2 separate regions of the Capra hircus genome follow, and region 2 is linked to region 1. A link is a contact called in public Hi-C data. All regions are on one chromosome and are shown on one strand. The core of a region is the stretch at or near the end of the contact, and the rest is flanking DNA. Distances in the headings are between cores, read along the strand shown.

What was found. Hi-C and Micro-C count contacts between places; a contact is called where the count stands out from the background.
Region 2: a contact with region 1 is called in a Hi-C map of blood, with 6 times the contacts expected there. The contact joins two enhancer-like sites. A contact is called at or near these places in 2 of 5 Hi-C or Micro-C datasets (blood and liver).

What each region holds. Positions count from the first base shown.
Region 1 is chr6:5,796,251-5,801,374 of ARS1.2, reverse strand. No RefSeq gene overlaps it. Among named protein-coding and RNA genes, the nearest start is that of MAD2L1, 18 kb to the right of the region's middle. Within about 2 kb of position 3,409, at least 3 of the 5 cell types and tissues checked have an H3K27ac peak or open chromatin away from gene starts, as enhancers often do.
Region 2 is chr6:6,426,431-6,431,753 of ARS1.2, reverse strand. No RefSeq gene overlaps it. Among named protein-coding and RNA genes, the nearest start is that of FABP2, 11 kb to the right of the region's middle. Within about 2 kb of position 4,038, at least 1 of the 5 cell types and tissues checked has an H3K27ac peak or open chromatin away from gene starts, as enhancers often do.

The DNA.
Region 1 (5,124 bases), core at 2,160-4,659:
ATATCCTTCTGTATGCTTTATATCATCTATAGATGATAATCTTGTAATCTATAAATGCAAGGTAAGTATAAATATTACATAGTAAATATTCACATAGTTGCCAGTGCACAGCAAATTTAAATATTGCTTTTTGGAATTTTCTGGAATTTTGAGGGGAACACTTTTTTATCTTAGGTTGGTTGAATCCGTGGATGTGAAACCGGTGGACACATAGGGCCTATAGTACTAGCTTATATGTACATAAACCCTGCCATCCACATTTTCATTCACGGGAGAGGTCTGATAGCACAGTTGAAAGTTATGCAACCAGTATTAATCTTTTTCATCATGCATGTGTATGAAAAAAACCATAACATTTAGAAGAAACCAACAGCAAAAAATAAGAAGGTCCAAGTGGAACAGATTTAAATTGACTCCTGAAGAAAACAGGAGTCTCTCTACTTTAGAGAACTGAAAAAAAAATTGATTAAACTACCTGCCCTACCAAACTTAACATCTGCAGGTCAAGAACCCAAATAATCAGTGGTTAGGAAACAAGAATAATCAGAGAAGAAAGATTTCTTAGAAATTAAAGGTCAGTTCATTTCAGTGGCTCAGTCGTGTCCAACTCTTTGTGACCCCATGGACTGCAGCATGCCAGGCTTCCCTGTCCATCACCAACTCCTGAAGCTTGCTCAAACTCATGTCCATCAAGTCAGTGATGCCATCCAACCATCTTATCCTCTGTCGTCCCCTTCTCCTCCTGCCTTCAATCTTTCCCAGCATCAAGTTCTTTTCCAAAGAGTCGGTTCTTCCCATCAGGTGGCCAAAGTATTGGAGTTTGAGCTTCAGCATCAGTCCTTCCAATGAATATTCAGGACTGATTTCCTTTAGGATGGACTGGCTGGATCTCCTTGCAGTCCAAGGGACTCTCAAGAGCCTCCTCCCACACCACAGTTCAAAAGCATCAATTCTTCAATGCTCAGTTTTCTTTATGGTCTGACTCTCACATCCATACATGACCACTGGAAAAACTATAGCTTTGACTAGACAGACCTTTGTTGGCAGAGTAATGTCTCTGCTTTTTAATATGCTGTCTAGGTTGGTCATAGTATCATTGCCTAAATGAATAAGTTATTTGAAAGTCTTGAAGATTGAGTTTAAGGAATCCGATTTGACCTTGACACTTGGAACATTCATCTTTCCATCTTATCATGTAGATTACCTTATTTTTCTCAATAAATAAAGTTATTCAATATTTGAGTAAGTAGTAATTCATAATGCAGTAATGTAATTGCTATTTCAGTTTATAGAATCAGCATATAAATAAAACTTGGAAGACAATAATAACTATAAAAGAGAATCTAATATTGACATTGATCATGTAAGAAAAAGGAATTTTGAACGTTAAAGGCAGCAGATACATGTGGAAGTTTATTTCAGGCACAAATTCTTCTCACCTTGTCAAGATACGCTATCTAAAATTGATGTAACAAAATACGGAGACTAAGCATATTATTTAAAGTTATAGCTAACCACCAGAAGAACCAAAATACTATAAATGGAAAACCTTAGCAATGGATAAAGAAATATGAACTAAATTTATCATCTCTCAGTAGATACTATCTAAAGTTGATGAACAAGAGGTGGACGAACTAACAAGTTTCAGAGGTATGGTAATAACCAGCAGCAGAATAAAAAAGTTTTTAAATGTGGGGAGCTGACTTAGATATGGGGAGTGGGAGAATGAGGTCAGGTAGAGAACTTTTCATTTGGCACAACTCTGTACTGTTGGATTTTTTTTTTTAACTTGCATATGTATTAATTTTACACATTTAAAGTGAAAAAACGAAAGCAAGAAATTTCTGCAGCTGCAACTCTTGGCACCACTTCCCTCCGCAGCTGCAGTCTTTCTCCTTACACTAACGATCAGTCAGATCCTGCCAAGACAGGAAGGAGGGAAACAGCAAAGTTTCTGCCCTGAAGTTCAGGTTTAGGTTTTTCTTTTTTGGCTTACGCTTGTGTTTTATGTTTTCGATGGCCCACCTTTTGGAATACTAACTTTTGGATTTAATCTGTGATATCTAGAATCTCCTTAAAGTCTTGCTAAACTTTTGAATCCTTCTGTTCCTTTTTCTTAAATTTTTTTTTTTTAAAATTGAGGTAAAATTAGTATATCATATTCATACAAGCTTCAGGTAGACAATATTATAAATCAACTTTGGCATACAGTACAAAGAAATCAGTAAGTCTAGTAACCAGCCATCACCATACACTTGATCCCCTTCCTTCATTTCACCCTCCTTTAACCCCTTCCCTTCTGGTAACCAGCAGTCTGTCCTCTGAATCTATGAGTTTTGTTTTTGTTTTTTTATATTCCATGTAAGAGAAATTATATGGTATTTGTCTATCTTCACCTGTCTTATTTCACTTAGCAGAATGCCTTCGAGCTCCATCCATGTCGTCCAGAGGGCAAGGCTTCCTTCACTTATGGCTGCCTACTCTTCTGGTGCGTGCGTGCGTGTGTGTGTGTGTGTGTGTGTGTAGCATCTTTATCCATCTTGGACATGTCGGTCATTTCCATATCTTGGCTGTTGTAATAATGCTGCAGTGAACACAGGGGTGCCTATATCTTTTCAGATTAGTGTTTTTCTTTTCTTCAGACAAATACCTGAAAGTTTTGGGTTGGCCAAAAATGTCATTCAGCTTTTTTTCTATAAGATGCTATGGAAAAACCTGAATGAACTTTTTGGCTAACCCAATAGAATTGCTGCATCAGTTAGAAATGCTGTCCTCAATTTTCAAAGAAGCCTTCAAACTATTTTTCACAGTGGTTGAAGCAGTTTACATTCCCACCAACACTACAAGAGTAATCCTGACCCTCTGGTCTTACTGAGATCCTGGTGTTTTAATTTTAATTTTGACTCTGGTCACCTACTGCCTATCTGGGTCCAACTCAACCTACCTAGGTAGGAAGGAAAAGTTTATGGAAGTGATGACAATCACAATAATCAGAATAAATAAAGCAATGTATATTATTAAGTTAAAAAACATAGTGCTAAGGAAGCAGGGTGATGGTCTCTACCCCATTCCTCATATTTTCATGGAGAAAAGTGTACTTCACTCCTAGAAAGAATATGGTTGGAAGAATTTGGAAGTAGTGGTTTTCTCTAGACCACAATCTTGCATGAGACAAGAAACTAGAATATCTAAATTTTCTAAGAAGGCAATAATGTCTCGCATGTTACTCTGAGACAAAGTAGGCAGCATATATGGGGAGATCGCACGAGCACCACCCAAACCAAACAAGAAAAAGCACAAAGAAGAAGTACACACATATATTAAACATGGACAAGCACAGCTGTTGGGCAGTTTCCGGTCAGCGAGAGCAGAATCCCAGACCGTGGATTTGACTCTGGCACAGCTGGCTGGCCTGCTCTTCTGGGACTGGGACCCGCTCTTCTCAAGCCCTCACTGTCTCCAACACAGGCACAGCCGAGTCGTCTGTCGTGTTCTTTGGCTGAGAATAGCAGTGTTGACCCACATTACACAACTAGAGATTAGGATTTAAAGAAGCTCCATTCTTATGAAAGAGAGCCTAGGACGCAGCTGCAGATATAGGAAGCCAGACAACTATGTAAGACCCTCTGGCTGATACTGAGCCCATAACATTGGGAGTGAAGGCATTTGGGCTTTAATTTCTATGGTCTTTTATTCGCAGGGAGAGTTAGTTTTGAGGAAGTCAAATAATAAGAGCTTCCTATTGTTTGAATTTGGAGCGTTTTTCCGTTGTTGATCCAGTCTTTGTGTTCATTTCATAAAGTCTGCTGATGTATTTTGGACAGCATGCTAGGACATAATTAGTGATAAGAATAGAATAGGGAGTGAATTTTGAGTTTATGGTGCTGCATGGAATCCTGTCTGACTCATATGCTGCTAGAGTCTTTTGTGGGCAAAGAGTGAAATGCCCGTCAGTAGTTCCAATGGGGAGGTTTGTGCAGCCAGGAGCAGAGTGCCGGATGGTGACAGCACGCAGCCCTGTGAGCACGCAGCCTGCCCCGCTTAGGGACGGCCACCCTGGCTTACGTCTGATCTGACCTCATGAGGGCATGGCTCAGGACATCGCCTCCCAGCCTCCCTTCATATACACGTTGCCTTCGTGACTTTTCTTTATTTGCCTATCACCCACACTAATGCTTAAAAAAAAATGTTATGTGTACTTAAAAATCTTTAGCTCGTATGTTAAAATGTGTTATATATTTTTCTGAATACATATTAAAATACATAATTACCAAAGTAAAAAAAAAATGCTTATCGCCATCACCATGAATATTATTTTCACACAGATGCCTGGAAGGACTGGGCGCCAGATAACTGGCATGATGCGAGTGGAGCACAGTGTGCTATGACAGAAGGGTGAAAACCCGGCCAGCACTGGGAGGGATGCGCCTTGCTCCGCCTCCAGGCTGCTGTTCTGATCCTGCTGATGGGAACTGGGACTGGAGAAATGTTAGGGGCTCCTCTCTCCACTTTCTCTCACACCATCCCAACAACAAAGAGGAACACTTCCTGAGACTTACGGGAGCTCAGGTAAGGTGCTTTCTAGTTCTGCCCTGGGAATTCAGGATGCAGGCCCTCTTATTCCCACACTAGGGGCTTGAGTGAGCAGGATGGAAGTGCTCTGAGTGTTCACGGTTCATTCATGCAGGAAGAGGAGCAAACCTGTTTCTGCCTTAAGTCTAAGCCTCATCCTCCTACCCAGCATTAACAGGAACCCCATAGTATAGGTAGTGATAAGTACATTTCAACCTCTTCCTATTTTCTGTGTCTGTTTCTCAAACTGGTTAAAACCCATAAAGTAGAAACCCAAATTCCAACACAGCACTTGGTACAAAAACAAGTGAAAGAATGACAGAAGAGAATGTTGATAGAAGAAAATGCTGCTGGTACACAGCAAAACGCTCTGTGTTTACAAACATTCAGTGATAGCTTATTATGAAAAGGTTTTTTAAAAAGTTAATGCACCTCGACAGTCAAATATTGTGGCTGTGAGTTTTCTCTTCTCCAGCCTGGGGTTAGATTCATGTGGCACGTCTCCTTGGCTGAGATGGACACTGGAGCAGGGGAGCTCTTCCTTGTTCCCTA
Region 2 (5,323 bases), core at 2,789-5,288, 630 kb before region 1:
CTTGGGTTCAAATTCTGGTTCAGCCACTTACTAGTTGTTGACCTTTGGCTAACTTATATAATTTTTCTTTGCCTCATCTACCTAATGTGTAAAATGAAAATAGTTTTACTAGTTCTTATAGTATAGAGGAGTTGTTGTGAGAATTAATATAAGTCGATTTTTTTTAAAAAGCTCTGTTTTGTATTGGGGTATACAGCCGATTAACAAACAACGCTGTGATTGTTTCAGGTGAAGAGTGAAGGGACTCAGCTATACATACACATGTGTCCATTCTCCCCCAAACTCCTCTCCTGTCCAGGCTGCTGCATAACGCTGAGCGGAGTTCCCTGTGCTGTGCAGTAGGACTTTATTGGTTATCCATTTTAAATATAGCAGTGTGTACATGTCAGTCCCGGCCAAACTCCCTAACTATCCCTTCCCTGCATCCTGCCCCGCCTCCGTATCCCCCAGCAACCATGCGCTCATCCTCTAAGTCTGTGAATCTTCCTCTTTTGTAAAGAAGTTCGTTTGTATCATTTCTCTTTAGAGTCCACATATAAAGGATGTCATAGGATATTTCTCCTCCTCTGTCTGACTTTACTCAGTAGGACACGGTGTGAGTTGATTTCTGTGAACCATTTTGAACAACGTCTGGCACGTTGTAAACACTGTTACCTTGTAGTGGTGCTAAGAGTTGCATTGTAGTACATTTGAATGAGTGCTGTGTTTTATTGATAAAACATTCACTTACTTAAATTTGCAATTTTCTCTTTGAATTCAGAGCCAATTTGTATTTTGAAAATTTTGTAGACCTTGGGGAAGTAGCCTTTACATGTACAGTTAGAGATGAAAATAAGGATGAAAAGTGTCAACTGTAAATCCGGCCTCGTTAGAGTGCAGAAAAGGGCGTATAATCAGAGAAGTTAGCAACAATAGACCAATGGAAAATATAATTCAAGGTATCATATGTTTCTGTGAGAGCCTACAGTACTTCTTTGTAATGCTTATCACTATTGTTTTTACTTGTTTAATGTCAGTCTTCAACCTGTAGATGGTGTATTTCTGAGCTGGATTCACATCTCCTTGGGAACCAAATAGATCTGTCTCGTGTATATCTGAAACGCATGTGTCACATGATAGGTGCTTACTTCATATTTAAGAAATACGTTCTCTCGGCCAGCTACGATCCGAGGAGGCTATAGTAAACAAGTTACAGTTTTGTTCACCATAAGCAAGAATTCATTATTTCCATCTCTAAGAACCTGTTACTTCACCTTCTTTTCTTCCATCTAGGTTCTGTTTACTAGAACTCACTGTGATTCCTTTTACCTCATGTCCTCTGTCGTCTGTCTTTCCTCTATGCCTTTCTCCTTTGGCTCATTGTCTGGGAGGAGGAAATTTTCCTCTACCCATTTTGGTTCTGGCTGGACTGAGAATTAAATTGACATGGGATAGGTTAGTAAGAGAAAGTCAGACAGAAAGTAAATAACTTGCACACATAGAAGAGGGCCTCCCTGGTGGCTCAGATGGTAAAGAATCTGCCTGGGATGCAGGAGGCCCAGGCTCAGTCCCTGGGTCAGAAAGATCCCTGGAGAAGGGAATGGCCACCCAGTCCAGTGTTCTTGCCTGGAGAAGTCCATGGACTGAAGAGCTTAGTAGGCCACAGTTCATGGGGTCACAAAGAGTCAGACCCGACTGAGTGACTGACACTTTCACTTCTTCATACCTAGGGAAATGGAGTAACTTGCCAAAAGGCCAAAACCTTCACCTTAAATACCACCTTCAGCGAGAGATGAAGGAGGATGCTGCTGCTGCTGCTAAGTCGCTTCAGTCGTGTCCGACTCTGTGCGATCCCAAAGACGGCAGCCCACAAGGCTCTGCCGTCGCTGGGATTCTCCAGGCAAGAACACTGGAGTGGGTTGCCATTTCCTTCTCCAATGCATGAAAGTGAAAAGTGAAAGTGAAGTCACTGAGCCGTGTCCAACTCTCAGCGACCCCATGGACTACAGCTCACCAGGCTCCTCCATCCATGGGATTTTCCAGGCAAGAGTACTGGAGTGGGGTGCCATTGCCTTCTCCGATGAAAGAGGATGTTGGAACTTAAAAGGGAAGTGAGACAGTTCTCATGAAGATGAAAAAGCACATGTTTGATAAACAAATGTTTGTTGGCCACGCAGAGAAGATGAGACATTGAGACATTGAGTGGCCCCACAGAATTTCCCCCATCACACCTAGCCCATATTCTTTGCAGATATTCCTGGTGATATCTCTATTTTGGGAATAAGCCCTTTATTTAAATATTTTAGGCAGCCAAGAGCAAAGTAGAAAGACTTTCTAACTCTCGTTTCTTAGAAATTATCAATCTGAATTAATCCTTACGCCAAAGAGATATATTTTGGGGGTGGCAAACTTCATTCCCCTCTACCATCCATTGTTACTAGCTGGTGACTTTCTTGTGTGTTTAAGTCAGATTCCCAAGAATGAGACCTTAGCTGGTTTAACTAGTTAGAATTACTGGTCTAAGACAAAGTTCTTATAGACTGGTCTCAAGTATATAGATTGACTGCTCTTGGAGCTAGTGGCCTAATCTGTTAGGACCTAGGTAGGGTTGATCTAGTTCAGAATAAGCTTATCTGTGTACAGGAACAGCTAAGGCTGTTTGCTTCAGTAGAGGTTCTGTGTGTAAGGACTCAGAATGCTGGATGGGAAAGGCTGGCTTGCTAAGGCTGAGGCTGTTCAGCATGTTCCATTCATTCACTCCTTTGCAGTTATTAATATTTACTGTGTGTTAAAGGGATATAGTGGGGGTAGGAGTATAGATACAAGACTCTATCTTCACCCTAATGGAACTCAGACTAGAGGAGACAAGCAAACTGAATGCAGAAAAATTGTGTGATAGTAGCATGTCATGCTGTGGGAACACAGGATGAATACTTAGTGGCGACTGGAAGTGTGAAATAAGCCCCATCCTCACTCAGGTTTTTCTGCCCTAAGGATGTGTTAAAGAGAAGAAGTTCAACGTCACATTTATATGCTTTGATATCCTTCTTATCTTGAGGTCTTGTTTAAAAAAATTATCCAAAACAAAGCAAGACATGGCATTAAGTAAAGACTCCTCTCCCTAAAGGACTCTCTTGTTTTTGAGTGGAGAGAGAGTATTGTTGTTTGGCGCTCAGATATTTTTCTCCAGTCAGTGCAGTGAGTATATCTGAATTGTTTGAAAAGAACCAGTTAACGCCACCTGTAATCTGAGGGATGTGGTCTTAACACTGGGCGGAGATCCTGGGAGAACTTTCTCGCCCTTCTTTAGATGTTTGCTGGTCTTCTCCCTGCACAGGGGTCCTAAGCGCTAATCACTGGATGAGTATTTGAGCTCCCTCTTTTCTTCCTGGCAATCTAGCAGGGAGGACCTCGGTAACCCTTTGATCTGGTGGAGTTCTCAGTGGGGATGCTTATGGATGAGAGAAGCCCCCTGGGACACTGTGACTGTTGATGTGCTCCAGGCTCCTCACTTGTTCATCTTCTATTGCTGCGTTGCTTACAGTTCTTTTCCAGTTAATTGTTCAGTAATGCCTGTTCCAGCCAGTAGCCTGGACATGGGTCATTGAGCCTGAATATCACCCTACATATTAGCACAGACTGAATGAAAGCCTAACCCTACCCCTAAATGACCATCCAGTTTTGAAGATGATGGTGTTCTGGGTATTCTGATTCAGACCCAGGAGTAACCTGAGCATTTGAATCAGTTTTATGACATTGTTAATGACCAGTGGTGTTCATCATTGAATACTTGCTACTAGTACTTTTTAAAAATTTTAAAAATCATTTCTTATTGAACAGATGAAAGCAACCTTAGGGAATTGTTCAGGAAAACAGGAAAGGGGTCTTCATATTACTTCTGATTATTTTGGAAGTTGAAACTGAGGAAAGCATTTAATATTACAAACTACACAGTATAGTATGTCAGATTTTTCTGGAACACCCTGTAGGTGCTGAAATGCGAAGGCCTCACATTGGAAATCTTTGAAAGAATTCATGTCTTTGGCCACTAGATGGCAGTCTTGTGCTGTAGTTTAGAGGAAGCAAGGTGCAGAAGGTCAAGAAACATTTCGGAGTACAGTTTAGCCTTGAACAACACAGGTGTGCACTACGTGGATTTACTTATACACGAAATTTTTTTAAATAAATACATACTATATATGATCGGTTGGTTGAGTTCGCGGAGCAGTACATATTCAGGGCCAACTGTAAAGTAATACTTGGATCTTCACCTAGGAGGTGGGTGGCACCTCTAACCCCTACTGTTGTTCACGGGTCAGCTGTACTTGGAAAAGTGCATCCATCATCACCCTTCCCTCTTGATCCCATCAAAACCCCCTCCCACTTCTGTTCTGCCCCAGACAACTATCTCACCCACCAGGGGTGTCTTGCTGCCAGTCTCTAATTAATGATAGAAAAATATCTTACTTATTCATACTCATCTCCTAGGAACAGGACTGACCACATAATTTGCAGGTCTCACTATAAAATGAAAATGCACATCTCGTTCAAACATTATTGAGAATTTTGAGACTCTCGCAGCAGAGCATCCGATGAAGCACCCAGCCTTCCTGGGCCTGCACAGGTCACACAGCCATGAAGCCAGCAAGCTTAAGATTTTGGAAGACGTCTTCCTCTCACCACCCCACCCTCTGTCCTTGCAGCACGTCCCTGGGCTGCATACCAGGGGGGTATTTAGGGCAGAGTCCCTGACTGTTTTTCGGAAACAGGATCTCAGGACTGTATCTTAGCAATAGAGGTCTAGTTAGCTCATTTTAAAGATGATTGAACTAAATTCCGAAGAGATGAAATGACTGGCCCCAAGTGCCCATCTAGTTGTCACAGCTTGAACCAGAACTAAGAGTTCTCATCCACCAGCTAGGGGCCATCTACCACACAGGCCTCGTGATTTCTATGTTAAGAAAAGAATTACCTTGTCTCCTCCAGCTAGACTTTGCTCTGTTTTCTCTGCAAGAGAAGGGCACAGGGGCGTATTACTTGGTAACATTTATTGTGTACCAGCTATGTGCTGAGCACTATGGTAGATGTTTTGTATATAATACCTCAGTTGATACCACATCAGAAAATCATTGCTACTTTTCCCTGTTTTTCAAGTGAGAAAAATTAAGGCTCAGAACTTGAATTTTAGTCCGTAATGGGAAAGATAAGAGTTTGGATAAGTCTATGTGATTCTAAAACCCATTCCCTTTTTGCCACATCATTCCTGAGTTTTAAGAAGGCTGAGTCAGCCTATATTTCCTGAGCATTGGTCACATTTTTTATAATCTCTAGATGACCTTGGAGA